Linked DNA regions of Mus musculus: all the other regions are linked to region 3. The links are chromatin contacts, called in public Hi-C, HiChIP or PLAC-seq and promoter capture Hi-C maps. All regions are on one chromosome and are shown on one strand. The core of a region is the stretch at or near the end of the contact, and the rest is flanking DNA. Distances in the headings are between cores, read along the strand shown.

The links. Promoter capture Hi-C pulls out the DNA fragments that hold promoters and counts their contacts. Hi-C and Micro-C count contacts between places; a contact is called where the count stands out from the background. HiChIP or PLAC-seq counts read pairs in DNA pulled down with a chosen protein or histone mark.
Region 1: a contact with region 3 is called in an H3K4me3 HiChIP or PLAC-seq map of neural progenitor cells, with 11 times the contacts expected there. The contact joins the enhancer-like site here to the promoter of 9530018F02Rik in region 3. A contact is called at or near these places in 6 of 39 promoter capture datasets (the 3T3-L1 cell line, the C10 cell line, cranial neural crest and 3 more) and 9 of 115 datasets of contacts at active chromatin or transcription factors (bone marrow-derived macrophages, craniofacial prominence, embryonic forebrain and 6 more).
Region 2: a contact with region 3 is called in a promoter capture Hi-C map of liver. The contact joins the enhancer-like site here to the promoter of 9530018F02Rik in region 3. A contact is called at or near these places in 5 of 39 promoter capture datasets (the 3T3-L1 cell line, 3T3-L1-derived adipocytes, cranial neural crest and 2 more), 3 of 15 datasets of contacts at CTCF or cohesin (the NIH/3T3 cell line, large pre-B cells and pro-B cells), 4 of 484 Hi-C or Micro-C datasets (the HL-1 cell line, cortical neurons and liver), 11 of 115 datasets of contacts at active chromatin or transcription factors (the 230-238 cell line, VIP interneurons, bone marrow-derived macrophages and 6 more) and 2 of 9 other capture datasets (adipose tissue and liver).
Region 4: a Hi-C map of cerebellar granule neurons shows a contact between it and region 3, with 2.3 times the contacts expected there. The contact joins the enhancer-like site here to the promoter of 9530018F02Rik in region 3. A contact is called at or near these places in 16 of 39 promoter capture datasets (the 3T3-L1 cell line, 3T3-L1-derived adipocytes, the C10 cell line and 9 more), 2 of 484 Hi-C or Micro-C datasets (bone marrow-derived macrophages and cerebellar granule neurons), 8 of 115 datasets of contacts at active chromatin or transcription factors (astrocytes, cardiomyocytes, embryonic basal ganglia and 5 more) and 1 of 9 other capture datasets (adipose tissue).
Region 5: a contact with region 3 is called in an HNF4G HiChIP or PLAC-seq map of pancreatic cancer cells. The contact joins the enhancer-like site here to the promoter of 9530018F02Rik in region 3. A contact is called at or near these places in 7 of 39 promoter capture datasets (the C10 cell line, the HPC-7 cell line, embryonic stem cells and 2 more), 1 of 15 datasets of contacts at CTCF or cohesin (large pre-B cells), 17 of 484 Hi-C or Micro-C datasets (the AML12 cell line, the G1E-ER4 cell line, Th1 cells and 10 more), 17 of 115 datasets of contacts at active chromatin or transcription factors (the NIH/3T3 cell line, acute myeloid leukemia, bone marrow-derived macrophages and 12 more) and 1 of 9 other capture datasets (liver).

Annotation. Positions count from the first base shown.
Region 1 is chr12:77,714,873-77,717,572 of GRCm38.p6, reverse strand. No RefSeq gene overlaps it. Among named protein-coding and RNA genes, the nearest start is that of Gm35440, 34 kb to the left of the region's middle. Within about 2 kb of position 1,277, at least 11 of the 459 cell types and tissues checked have an H3K27ac peak or open chromatin away from gene starts, as enhancers often do. A contact at or near this core is called in neural progenitor cells, where this site is marked.
Region 2 is chr12:77,500,672-77,503,371 of GRCm38.p6, reverse strand. No RefSeq gene overlaps it. Among named protein-coding and RNA genes, the nearest start is that of Gm35240, 52 kb to the left of the region's middle. Within about 2 kb of position 1,406, at least 19 of the 459 cell types and tissues checked have an H3K27ac peak or open chromatin away from gene starts, as enhancers often do. A contact at or near this core is called in extraembryonic endoderm stem cells and liver, where this site is marked.
Region 3 is chr12:77,237,850-77,240,549 of GRCm38.p6, reverse strand. It overlaps 9530018F02Rik (a long non-coding RNA gene), which reads left to right and starts at 1,324. Exons shown (of 1, transcript XR_003950200.1): 1 at 1,324-2,700. Fut8 (fucosyltransferase 8) reads right to left here and starts at 2,446. Exons shown (of 12, transcript NM_016893.5): 1 at 2,351-2,446.
Region 4 is chr12:77,596,470-77,599,169 of GRCm38.p6, reverse strand. All of the region lies in intron 2 of Gm35240 (a long non-coding RNA gene), which reads right to left. Among named protein-coding and RNA genes, the nearest start is that of Gm35240, 44 kb to the right of the region's middle. Within about 2 kb of position 1,374, at least 42 of the 459 cell types and tissues checked have an H3K27ac peak or open chromatin away from gene starts, as enhancers often do. A contact at or near this core is called in astrocytes, cerebellar granule neurons, embryonic limb bud and 1 more, where this site is marked.
Region 5 is chr12:76,980,420-76,983,119 of GRCm38.p6, reverse strand. All of the region lies in intron 1 of Gm35041 (a long non-coding RNA gene), which reads right to left. Among named protein-coding and RNA genes, the nearest start is that of Gm35041, 9.3 kb to the right of the region's middle. Within about 2 kb of position 1,254, at least 35 of the 459 cell types and tissues checked have an H3K27ac peak or open chromatin away from gene starts, as enhancers often do. A contact at or near this core is called in differentiating embryonic stem cells, olfactory sensory neurons and pancreatic cancer cells, where this site is marked.

The DNA.
Region 1 (2,700 bases), core at 28-2,527, 480 kb before region 3:
CTCATGACTTCTGCCAGGGAGGCAAGATGGATGGTTGAAACAGGAACTCCCGAATAAGGAGGCAGAAGAACCCATGCTTCAACCCTCCGTCCTTTTCTCCCTTTCTTTCTTCATAACCAGTTACCCTGTGCTGACCACCCAACTGCCCCATCGCTGCTAACCCATAGAGGTATTTCTGTCTGTACTCTCAGGTGTTCTTACAGGTACCCAGGCCTCTTCCTGTAAATAGCCCAGTGAACCAACTATTGCTGGATTGGACTAGTGATTTCCTTGTCCCTGAAGGGGGTTCTGGAATATTCTAAGAACTGTTAAGTTTTCAAATTCTGGAAAGTTGAGTTCCTAAAACTAAACACCACCACCCCAAACCCAGACTTCCTGACTACTAGAAACTCCCCACTCTCAACCTATGAGAAGGTAAAATTAGCAGGTGAGGTGTGCTGGCCCCAACATGCCTCTGTAGATAGAAGGTTGATGAAGATCTGATCTTACCTTTCTTTACTTGAAGCAAGTAGTTAGATGGGCTAGTGGGACAATTCTTTAAGAGATTAAGTCACAAACTAGTACAAGCTTTGAAGCTAGATTTCCAGACTTGCTCCACTCTTTGTTAATTCACTAATTTACATCCCAGCCTCCATCCCCACTACCATAAAATGAGAACAGTTAGCACTGTATTCAAGATTGTAGTGAAGATTAAATGAGACGATGCTCCTGGTGTATTTACCTCTATAGCTAACATCTTGCCTAATTTTAAGAAGTTGACTGTAAGACATGCTTCAACCCACACATAACTTCACCCTCACCTTCAAAGCTATGTAATTTCTTTGCATTGCTCAGTTTTCCCCCATACAACCTGTAGAATCCTGAACTTGTCTTCATAGTGATCCAGCTTACCCTTTCACAAAACTAAAGGACATATTAAGAGTATGTTCTAAGAGGAACATACAGTGAACAAAATCCTAGCTCTACTAATTAGACATTGGGAAAGGTCAACATTTTTGAAGTTCAGTCTCTTCCATTTAAACTTAGATAACAGAATATATAAAGATCAAGGATAATATTCTCATCCCATAGAAGTTCTTTAGAAACTTCGGTTATTGCTACTTCTGAATACTCCAGGCTCCCCCAGCCTTGTTGGGAGTGATGCTAATGGCCAGCAACACAATTGAACAATTGTAAATAAGCTTGCTTCCCTAATCACTGAGCCTGCAAGTCCATGCAGCCAAGAGAGAGCCAGCAGACAGCTGTGTCTCTCAGCCCTGGCTGCACATTAGAATCACAGAGGGAGCTCTTCAACCTCCAGTGCCCTCTGCAGACCCCGGACCAATTAGGCCAGGCTCTGGAGGAGGGGCTCTGGGTCCAGCCTCAGAATTCGTAATGTTTCCCTGGTGATACCAATATGCCCTCCAGGTGGGGAAACTCTGGGCTGCTTCTCCAACATTAATGTGCATATTTAACACCTAGGAGACATATTAAAATGCAAAGCCTGATTGAGAAGGCCTGGGATGGGGCCAGACTCTGAATTTCTAATGAGCTTCTAGGTGATGTAAGGGCTAAAGAAGACTCACTCTGGTTATCAAGATAAAGCAACCCTGAGCCTGGTACTTGGGGGAATGAACAGAAAAATTATAGAATAAAGCCTTGAGCTCCAAAAGCAAAATGGCCCTGGGACCATTTTAAAAAAGAGTCGAGTAGCCCTCTAGGAACATCTAGGAATATCTCTACACCACAACAATGCCAGGGTTAATGGTCAAAGTTATGACCCCAAGTCTCTGAGAAAATTATACTTGCACAGCGTAGTCTTTCTCCGTCGGTTTGGTTTACAACAAGGAAGTACTGCAGATGGAGTGACTTATTAACACTAAGCATATTTATGGTGGTTCTGAACACTGAAGGCTGAGATAAGAGAGGGGTAGGCAGGCTCTGACAAGGAACTTCTAGTTCGCTGATGACTCGCAAGGGAACAGGATGACAATGTTTTCTAACCTTCCCTTCATAAGGGTACGCATGCCATGTCAGAAGTGACTTCTTCCATGACCTGATCATCTCCCACACAGCCCACCTCCTAAAACTCTCACCTTAAGAGTCAGAATGCCCTTGTACATTCACAGACATTTATCAAACATTAATATTGCAGTATTAAACATTTTGGGGACTCATGAGAAAGTTTATCTCTGATTGTAAGAGATAAGTTATAGGCATCTCTTTCTGTGAGAGGAAAAAAAAATCAACCCGTTTATGCCAATTACTGTGCTTCTTCATTCATCACTCAGACACAAGATTCTTCAAGTCCCCAAACCTGACAAGACAGCACGATTGTTTCCCCTATCCACCCTCCTCCCTTCTTCATAAAAGAGTCACACCTTTTACTTCATTGACACTGGGCCAGGCAGTGATGATTTGTTTTGGACCAATAGTTTGAGTGGGTACGGCATGCCACAGGCCCTTTCCAAGCAGAAGTCCCAGAGGGGAGGGCTGTCACATGACTTTTTTGTTGTTCTTTTCCTCGGACTCAAGTAGGAGTGGATTTCTCATCCTGGCTCTCCAAATGAAAGAGGCATAAGCAGTTTACATCTGACGGGTGATGCATCCTTGTGATTGCTAGCATCCCTTCTAGGCTCCACCTTACAGTTACCTGGCAACAGCCAGGTATGCCTGACTCACTATGAAGGGGGCTGTTTGCCCCCTCCTCTCTCTCTTACC
Region 2 (2,700 bases), core at 157-2,656, 260 kb before region 3:
CAAAGAACATGAAATCTATAGAGAAATGAATAGAAAATGGAAAGTGATTTTAGTTTCCAAGGGTGATAAGCCATGTGAGGTAAACAGGCAGGACACTAATGGAAGACAGCAGGCAGGGCTGGTGAGTACAGCCAGGTGTGCAGATTTCATGATCCCACCTCTGGGTTAGTAATGGCTCTGCCTCCAGTGGTAACTCTTGTCCTTCCCCACAGAGAGGAAAGCTGGGACACTTGTGTAAATTATGTCCGGTATTTTGGGCAAATTGGGGGCAGGCAAAAGCTTTTGCAGTTTGCTCTTCCTTAATTGCCTCAAGCACAGAATAATTCTTGTGTTAAGGAGACCTATTTGGGATGACATGTTTTGGTTTCCTTAAAAACCCGTGTGTCAGGCTTGACAATGGGCAATTATAAAGGCTTTGCTCATCAGGGTCTGTGGTAGAGGAAGGGGAGGAAGCACCACTCCCCACCCAAACCCTGAACACACACACACACACACACACACACACACACACACACACACACGCACACACGCATATCTTGGGAGCAAGCTCTGTTCCAACTACGTTTTTTCTCCTGGTGCTCACCCTTGTTTCCAAGGCCGGTGAAACCTCCAGAGCCTTCATCTAGGCCTGCACTTCAGGGAGACATCCCATCTCATGTCTATCTGTACTGACTGCCTTGGCCCAGAGAACTTGTGCTATGTGTGGGAAAATGGGGTCAGGCAATTCCTGCTTGTGCCACAGCAGCAACTGATCGAAAGCTCACCGTGTCCATTGTTGGTGTCCTGCTTTCACTGGTTACTACTGAGATCTGACAGCTCAGCCCTCTCCCAATTCTCTGAACTCCTAAAAGTTATCAGGAAGTTGTGGGAGGAGACACAGTATCCATGGCTACCCCAGATTCCAGCTGGACAAAACAGTCACAGTTCTAGGAAAAACTAATGCTATCACTAAAGAAGATGAACTCCAGAGACAGAAAGCCAAGTTCCTGGGTTAAAGTGATGGTCACCAGGTTGGCCAAGGTCAGACATGGGCCAGTGACACTGGTGTTATTGCAGTCCCCATGATTCCATCTCCACCTGTCAGCTGAAGCGGTCTGGGAATTAATTTCCCTGGATAGCTTTATATTGAAAGACTCAAAAAGGGCCAGCTGATATGTAAAAAGGCTTACATTTGGCCTTTGAGCGCAGCATTTCAGTGGCTGTCATCTGCACGAGTTCCCTAGAAAGATTTTCCAAAGGACTCGGACGTTAATCTCTGACCTTTGAGAGTTTGTTCCTAGTTTGAAAACAAGGCTCAGGCATGTGGCCAGTTTTAGATAAAGTTTTGAACAAGAAGTTGTTAGCCTACAGGACGAAGGTCAGTGCAAACAAGACAGACAGAAGAAGCCAAACAGGCACAGCTGCCCAGGGGAGGCCAGAGGTCAGGCAAAGCCTTGGGTACCAGAACCTGCACAGCACATGGCTCCTCTTTCCTTCTGGGAATGTGACTGCACAAGCCCAGGTCTCTTTGTCTGGGTCCACTGTCCTGCTCCTTCAAACCCTACCCTTTTCTGCTTGTTCTTCCTCCTTACGTCCCAACACAGCCACTGTGGCCCCCTGTGTGGTCTTTCAGGGCCAGCACAACTTCTGTATCCCTCTGTTCAGTGTTTGGAACCAAGCCATGCCATTGGTGGTGGCCCGTCTATGAGTGTGAGCCTGAGGGTCAGATGCTTCCTTTCAGCTGCTATCAGCTGTGACTGAGGGCTCTGTAGGAGGGAAGCAATGCCATCTGTGCTCACACAGACAGGGAGATCAAGGACATACTGAAATGGATGCCCAAAAGTTGGGGACATAAGGGGGAGTGTGTGTGTCACATAAGAATAGAGAAAGAGCTTTCTTTAATGTAATTTTACAGTGGAAATATTACTTTTTTAAAATGTCATCTTAGTTGTTTTGTTGTTGTTGTTGTTGTTGTTGCTGCTGCTGCTGATTGTGTGTGTAAGACTCAGACTGGCTTCAAGCTCACAATCCTCCTGCCTCAGCACCCTGAATGCGGAGACTGTATGCATACACCACCACACCCAGATCATCTGTTGGTTCTGATGACAGAGCCAGATCCCTAAAACAAGAAGGTAACAATCATCAAACTGTCTCTTGGCCACAGGGAAGGACCAGGGCTCATCCAAAGCCATGTTTTCTAGTGATCAACCAACAAAAGATCCCTGTGGTCCTTTCTGGAATAGTCATTTGATGGCTGTGGGCCTTTTCATAAGGAGAAATGAAGAAATGAGGAAAAATCCTTAGCATAGAAGGGGGTACTGTTACTTTAATATTAGCATTGCTTTCAGATCTTGAGATATATATATCTTGTCTCATATATATGTGTGTGTGTGTGTGTGTGTGTGTGTGTCATGAGAAAAAAATACCACAGAAGGAGACCCAAGTTCCTCTTGCAGCCTGCTCTGGTGGCAGGAAAGATGCCAACAAGCCCTGTGCTCATGACACTGGAAATGATGGCCGCTATCATTGGCCAGAAAACTCCAAGGGCAGCGCCAGCACCAGTGCCAGATGCCCAGAAACTGCTGCTAACAAAGCAGGGTTGCTCCCAGGTGACTGGGGTTTGACGGGAGAACTGAGGCCTGAAGGATAGAGTTGCCACATACCAGAATCAGGAGGGTTTATGGAAGTCAGTTATTACTACAGACCTCTGACCCTTCTCTC
Region 3 (2,700 bases), core at 75-2,574:
CAGCCTAGTCGTCTCTTGTTCCCTACATTTTCACTCGGCCTGCAATTTCAAATGCTATATATATGTGTGTTAAAATACTGTCGTATTTATAATTAAGACTTCTTATCAGAAGGACAGCAATGTACAGGAGCGTACTATTGTCAGAGACTCCTATGTTGCCTTAAAGAAAAGAAGCATCTTACTTCTTTGCTTCAGTATATAATTTCTCCCCTAAAATACTTTATATATGATATACCCTTTAAAAGAAGTATGCATATTACACAGAACTTTAACCAAGAAAATAAATAAGCACTTAACCCCAGGAAGAACAAGACAACTAAAATAAAACCTTCTTAAGAGTTTCTACGGAGCAAAGGCAAAGTTAAGTCAGTGACTTGTGATAAATTTAACTCTTAAATTGATAAAAACTTCCATTGCATTTGTTCCCTGAAACCTTTAAGTTCGGAGTGATCTACGGGAGGTACGGGAGGATATGGTTTTCCTGGGCTCACCTTCTTGCGTTTTCTTAAAAGTAACGTGCAGAATTAGACACAAGGAAAAACACTACTTTCTTTGCTTTTCTCCAAGGCCTCCACGTTTAAGGCAAAGCGCTAAAAGCTCACCAGGGTGCGAAACCCTAACCATGACAGTGCCATTTAACTTAAGAATTACGTCTCTGAGGATTGCAAAGCCCACATCCAGAGAACAGGTGCTGCTACCGACAAACCACCCCAACTCCAGCAGGACAGACCTCCGCTGAGCTGATATGACTCATTTAACCTTCCCAAATAAGTTGAGACACTCCACAGCCTCCAGCTTGTCATTCGCAGATCAAAGGGAGGGGATACCGAGGCACCCAGGCCATTAACTACCCTGCCTCAGCCACTAGCCAGAACGCATCTTTGTGCAGGTTCACTCTGATTTCCAGCCCCAGAAGCCCACACAGCAAAGCAAAGCAAAGGAACCCACCTTCCCACGGTCTGACCGTGGGGACCCGGCTGCGGGGGCAAGGAGCGGCAGATGCAGAGATTCGCTGAGGGACACCTCCCACCCCGCCCCCATCCCATAGGTCCTGGGATGCCCGACGCCGCGGCGCCCCTCACCCAAGGGGCCAAGGCTACGCCGGGGTGTCCCGGAGGCTCCCTCCCCACTTTTCCCGGGGCCGCTGGCTGAGCAACGGCTGCAGCAGTTGCAGCAACAGGCCCGGTATCGGCGGGAGGACGAAGGAGCGCCCCGAGCCCAGGCTCCACAGAGCCCGCGCCCGCCCCGTCCTGGAGTCCGCGGCGCGCGGGGCCCGGCTCCCTAACGCCCCCTTACCCGAGGCGGGAGCGAGGCGGTCGGCGCCGTCCCCCGTCGCCGCCGCCGCTGCCTCCAGCTGCAGCTGGCCGCGGCGGGAGAGTGGGAGGGGTGCTGGGGTGGAGGATGCTACTCCCGACTGAAGGGAGAGGAAGAAACGGAAACAGGAACCGCGGCCGCCGCTTAACGGAGCCTTCGGCGCCACTGACTGAGGGAAAGCGCAAGGCGGCGCGAGCCAGGCAGCGGCTGACAGCGCGAGACCGAGCGCGAGCCGGGTCCAGGACGCGCGACCCCGAGCAGCGCCGGCCCCATTCCGTGAGGAAAGGGAGGGACGGGTTGGCTGGGAGCCGGGGAGGGGGCGGCGGGGGCCTGGAGCCCAGAGAACCCGGCCACTCGGGTCGGCCCGAGACCACGCGCGCACGCGCCGGAGTGGCTCCGACCGGGAGCGCAGGCGGGGAAGCCGCCGGCCGGCGCGAGCGAGGGAGCGAGCGAGCGAGCGTGCGCGCGCGGAGAGGGGCGCGCGCCCCTCGGCGTCCCAGCCTGCTGGGGGAGGGCGCGCATGCGCCGGCCGCGGCCTCCTCCAGCGACCCTGGCATGTGCACAGGCTCCGCCCCGTCCCCTTCCTCTCTGTGCGGGTGGACAGCGGAGCTGCAGCATCCACCGGGCCACGGCGGGACCCGAGTTCCAGCCGGACAGCGGCCGCGCGCGGGCTCCGGCTTTGGTCTCTACAGGCGAAGGCCGCCTGAGGGTCGGAGGCTGAGGGGAGCAGCGCTCCCCACGCCCTGGCCGGCCTGGCCCACCACCCAGAGGCGCACCCCGCTGGGGCTCAATAGGGCTCTGTACTAGTTTCGGGGTACTCTCTGCTGCTCATCCGCTGAGGCACCAGCACACAGTGCCACCTCGGCTCCGGGCGGTCCGGCTACCCTGCGGGCTCTGTCTTCATCTGAAGAGAAAGAACCCCGCAGAGCCCGAGTTCGAAGCCCGGCCGTTCGCAGCCGCTGCTGCCTCAGCCCTTCGGAGGCGGAAGTTTATTGAGTACAGGAGAGGAGAGGCTTTTCCCTAGGATGCTTCCTACCCGCTCGCACTCGGGGATCCTGACGCCCGCGATGCTGAGCCGAGTGCCGAAGGGCTACCTCCGACAGACCGTCCGGGAGGGCGAGCTGGGCGGGAGGACCCAGCCGCGCAGCCAGGGCACACAAAGTAGTCGCGGGCCGAAGGGGTGCTGCCGGGGCCAATCAGAGCGGGAAAACCAGTGAGTGGAGTGCGAACTGGCCAATCAGAGGGCCGGAAGATGAGCTTCCCGTGCCGAACTCTTCCCTGTAGCCTGGGGACCAGATCCCAAGCCTGAGGACTCAGCCGGGTGACTGAGTAGAAAAGCTGCCCTCAAGACAATTATTCCTCCCAGCACAGATAAATACTAGTAAA
Region 4 (2,700 bases), core at 125-2,624, 360 kb before region 3:
CCCTTTTCCCTCCCCTGTTTCCTCATACAATCCAGCTCAATCCAGTCAAGTCTACTCTGGGCTCTCCTAGATGTCCCTCCCTCTAATTACACTCTCCATTTTATCTACAATGAACCATCTCCTCCACCATAGCCAGGAGCAGTCATGTTTTCCTTTTCTTCTTTTTATTTATTTATTTTTCATTAACCTAGCACTCATGTAAAAGAAAAAAGAAAAAAAAAACATTGTGTAACCTCCAGAGGGTAGACAGACAAATCCCTGGGACTTGCTGGCTAGCCAGTCTAGCAGAAGTGGCGAGTTTCAGGTTCAGTAAGAAACCCTGACTCAATAAGTAAGGTAGAGAAGTACCAGTGTCTACTTCCATTCTTTGTATGCTCATGCAATGGCAAATAGCCCATGTATATACTCAGATATACACTTTGTGTATATGTGCATGTCACGCCCGTGCACATGCACCCAGGGCACTTTCTCGGCCGATTCATCTACAAACCATACAGGAAACATGTGGGGCATCACCCCTAACAAGTTTGGCAGAGGTGCTGTAACTGGTTGAGAAGGCATGCTTACTTCAGCATCACTCCTTTTTTCGCTTAAGTTTCTGACTAACAGGCTCCTGGAGTGACGGTGTTTAATTGACACTGGCCAGAGAGGCGTTTGCCAAGTTTGATGCTCTGCCTTTTACATGCTGCAGTAGGCCACACTCGGGAACAGCTCTTCATCCGTCTGCCCCTGACCTTCCTGGCCAGCCTTCTTTTCCTGGGGAACAGTGTGCATCTGAGTGAACCTCCCAGCTTCTAGGGCTTTCTGGTTTGATTATCTTGAGTGAGCTATTTAACCTCACGGGCCTCTGTTTCCTCGACTACCTTAGATCTTGGGGAGGAATTCAATGAGAAAATGTATCTAAAGCTTTTATGTGGTGTGTGATTCTTGTGACAAGCACTCATTAAGTGTTAGCTCTCATTACTGTCAGTTTGACAGATCCCAGGCTTGTTGGAGCTGAGCTGAGCTGGAGAGCTTTCCCTTGCTCAGCACAGGGAAGCTGGGAAGGCAGACAGAATAATGCCCTACTGCCCCCAACATGGCCACATTCCAGAACCTGGGGAATGTTGTTTTCCATAGCCAGGTTTAAGACACAGTGTGGGGTAAGTAGGGTATTTGGCTAGCATGAGCAGGGCCCTGGTTCAATCCCTAACACCCTGGGTGTGGGAGAGGACTTTGCTGTCGTATGATCCAATATAATTACAGGGTCTTCACACACACACACACAAAAGCAGCCAAAAGCATCAAAATTTTCAGATGAGGCAGCAAAGCTGAGGTCATGAAGCAGAGGTTGTGCTGCTGTGCTGCTGGCCTCCATGCTGGGGCTTGGGGGAGGAGCTAAAGAATGTAAGCAGCCCCTGGAAGCAGGGAAAGGTGGACTTAGATCCTTTCCTATGGTCTCTAGAAGGAACTTAGTCCTGCCAAGACCCAGAGGTCACAGTAGGGAGGATTCTGAATTTCTGAGCTGTGGGATAATTAAGTCACAGTCATTTAAACCAGAACAAGCACACAAGCACACAGAGGAATGGCAGAGGCCTTTGAGGCTAGTCAGAAGCACAGGGAGATGGGCCAGGGTGCACCTGAGATAGGTACCTCATCCCATGTCATCCCATCCCATCCCATCCCATCCCATCCCATCCCATCCCATCCCATCCCATCCCACCAGAGGGCTCTCAGAGGAAGGTCCTCAGCATGCAGAGAAGAGCAGCTACTGGCCATTCCTGTGAAATCTCAGGCTTACTGGAGGCTCTACACAGCTCCCGGAGGAGGTAGGGACTATGCCATAATGACATCCCAAAATAGAGGACAGGACAATGCGAATGAATGCCATTTTAAAAAGGGGGGCTTTTCTCTCCTCAAAATGCCACAGAGGAAGGGTATTGTGGGAAGTTGGGGCAGCGATCCTGGCTGTGGCTTCAGTAGGCTTCTGAGGAGTTTGTGCCAAAAGGACATACACTTCTTAGACAGCTTAGAAGACCTGTCTCATCTCTCCATAGTCTCTGTACCTTTTTTATTTCCCCTAGAAGTCAGCACTCAATCATACTTATTAAATGAACAAATCAATGAGCGGATGCATATGTGAATAGACAAGTAAAGAGATTCCAAATATTATCACAAAATATCCCCATTTGTCTTGACTTGGAGTAGGGGGCAGGGAGTTAAATATAGGCTGGGGGAAGTTTCTTTTAATCTTGCTAGGAAGGACCTGAAAAGCAAATCTCCTGCCTGCTGTCAGACAGGCTGGCAGGTGTCCTTGGGCCCAGAATAGAAAGGTGGTTCAGAGCCCTGGTTGCTATTGCTGTCGTTGGTATGCAGACAAATGCTCTCAGCATATTCGGAATCTGAGAGGGTGGATGCTAATAACCCATAATCAATGTTGCATTTGCCAAGGGCCAAAAGAAAAATGAACCTTTAATTGACCAAGATTTGCCATCAATCAATGATGTAACTTTAGTCAGGAAAAACCAACAGAGTACTGAGCCGGACACCCAACTGTGAGAGCTGCTCTCCATTGGGGTAGAGAATGAAAAATGTGGATCTGTGCATGTCTCATGGGGCTGGGGCCATAACTCATGGTGAAAAACAACACCTTTTATATCTGTCTCCCAATCTCCTGTTTTCTTTTTAAAGCTGTGTTCAAAAAAAAAAAAGTTTATTTTG
Region 5 (2,700 bases), core at 5-2,504, 260 kb after region 3:
TGGACTTTGGCTGGATCGTAAAAGGGCTGGAAACGTCCACTTTCCACTGGGTGGTGTCCCTATCCAATGCATTGGTCATTAGGCGTTGCCAGAAGCCTAGGAGATGATAAGAAGTCTGACCAGCTCATAGGAGCATTGTTTACTGAATTCCTTGTAAACAGGTCCACGTGGCACTGACCTCTGGCCCACGGCCTCCTGACAGGCCTCCTCCCTGTTTCCACAGGAAGAACCTATGTGAGAGGAGACTTCAAGAAGGCATTCTCTATAAAGGAAGGCAGTAGAATTGTTTTCTCCAGTGCTGGCCTCAGACCCAAGCAAGAGGTACCCTTGCCCAAGGCTCACACATTAAAAGGTTCCTCTGGGGGGGGGGGGGGAGTATGGGGGACTTTTGGGATAGCATTGGAAATGTAAAAGGAAAATACCTAATAAAATATATTAAAAAAAAAAAGGCTCCTCTCTGACACTTGTGATCCAAGTACTCAAGAGGCAGAGGTAGGAGAAGTATTGCAAGTTTGAAGCCAGTCTGACCTGCATGGCAAATTCTAGAGAGCCAGGAATACAAAGTAAGACCTCATCTAATTAAAAAAAAAAAAAATTCAAATACAGTCTCTGGCAGCCACCCCCTTCTGGGGCCAAAGGATGTCCCTGGGCTGCATCCTCTTTTCCTAAGGCCAAGTACAAGCTCCCCAAACCCACAGGGGTCCCAGGAGTGAGTGGTGAGTGTGGAGAAGGAGATGCAGCGTGGGCGTGGGTAGGCTTGTTTCTAAGTTGCATACCTTTCTGCCAGATGATACTTCAAGAGAGTAGAGTGTTCAGTGTGCCCCCTCCCTTGTAAATTAGAGGGCTAAACCCAAGGCCTAGATATGTAGCCCTGTAGAAGACTAGGCTTGCATGCACAAGGTAGTGAGTCACTCCCTAGCACCCTAATAAATAAGCCCACTCATCTTTGATCTGCAAAACCCGGGCTGTAAGCACAAAGGCTGAAGTGTTTGTCCCCGAGTTAACCAAACTGAACGAGTTCAACACCCCACTGGCAGAGAGTGAATAACTCAGATACTGCCCACAGGAGTTTATGGGTAACACAAGTGCCAGAGTGCTTGAGGTGGTCACTGTGGATCTCCGCATGGGGCAGGAGGCCTGGTTGCTCTCTGCCGCTGGGAAGCCAAGCTTTTGTTTTCAACCGGCAAGAAGCATGTGCTGAGCACCTGTTGGCTGGCAGCTCAAAGCTTTCCTTTCTCTCTCCCAGAGGTACCAGTTTGCTGCCCTGGAGGGAACCAGAGGCAAGCTGCTCAGAATAACAAGCCTGGTGAGACTAAATGGGGCCCAGCCCGTGTTACTTGCGGAAGGGCCAAAGGGAAAAGAAAACCTGGAGTAGAGACTGGCTCTGGAGCGATCAGTCGCCTAAATGGTGGGCACCAGGCAGGCCTCCTTCTTGGTCTTGAAGATTCTCATACCATGGAAGAAAGCCCCTAGGTCTGGTTGTTGACGTGTACAGTGAGGAGGAAGGAGAAAAGAGGCCAGTGAGTCAGGCTGAGTGGTCAGGCCAGGTTAGCCTATGACTCAGCTCTAAGAAAGCTGAAGGTTGCAGGAGGCTAGCTCCTGACCACTCCCACTCGGCGGCTGAGGAGTAGTCAGGTATGAGGACGAGAAGCCAGAGCTCTGAGAAGCCAGAGCTCTAGGGAAGGAGGTAAGCACGCGTGGCATGTGTGGAACAGGGTCTTTCCTTGATTGCCCAGTCGCCCTGTCTCCTGGCAATGGCTTTGGATCCTGGACATCCTTGCCTTATCACGACAGATATGCATTGTAACTTGGCGGTAAGAGAGTACAGATCGAAGTCCGACTGTCTGAGTTCAAATCCCAACCCTCGTACTCAGCTGTGAGGCTTCTGTGCCCAACTACATGAGACAGGTATCAGAAAGCTGTCACCAAAAAAAGGTATATGATACCAGGCACAAAATAATAAGCACAATAAAAATCTGTGAAATAAACACATGAGTACAAGTCTGGGCTGGAATATAGCTAGTGGTCGGATGTGTGCTTAGCATACACAGGGTCCTGAACTCAATCTCCTGCACCACAAGAAAAAAAAAATGTATTTATTTTCTATGCCTCCACAAGAAGGGAAAAGTCATTACTTGCTAGTGTTAGAATACATTGAGCCCCAGAGAGGCTTTTCCAAGGATTTCTCATGAATAAAGAAAAACGCAGTGTCAACTTGTAAGAACACCATGGAACAGAAATCATACTCCATCTAAGTTCTCACTGTAGAAAAGTTGACGCAAACATTATCCTCAAGGGACTGGACAAGTGGCTCAATGATTAAGAGAACTAACTGTTCTGCCAGTGAACCCAGATCAGTTCCCAGCACCCACAATGGGCAACCCACAGTTACCTGCTAACTCCACCTCCAGGGCATCTGATGCCCTCTTCTGGACGCCATGGTGCCTGCACTCATGCAGCATACATTCAGCATACACATAAATAAAATAAAATCACTCTTCAGTAAACCCAGTCCCAACTCGAATTACTCCCTGGAACTGTTATAAACAGTAATTATCTTAACCAAAGGTGCTTATGTTACTTAGACTTTAAATAGCATGGGTTTTACATGTATCACTAAATTGAGGTGGAATCGGATACGTGTTTTTTAACTCATTAAGCTGGACATGGTAGTATACACCTATAATCTAAACACTTGCG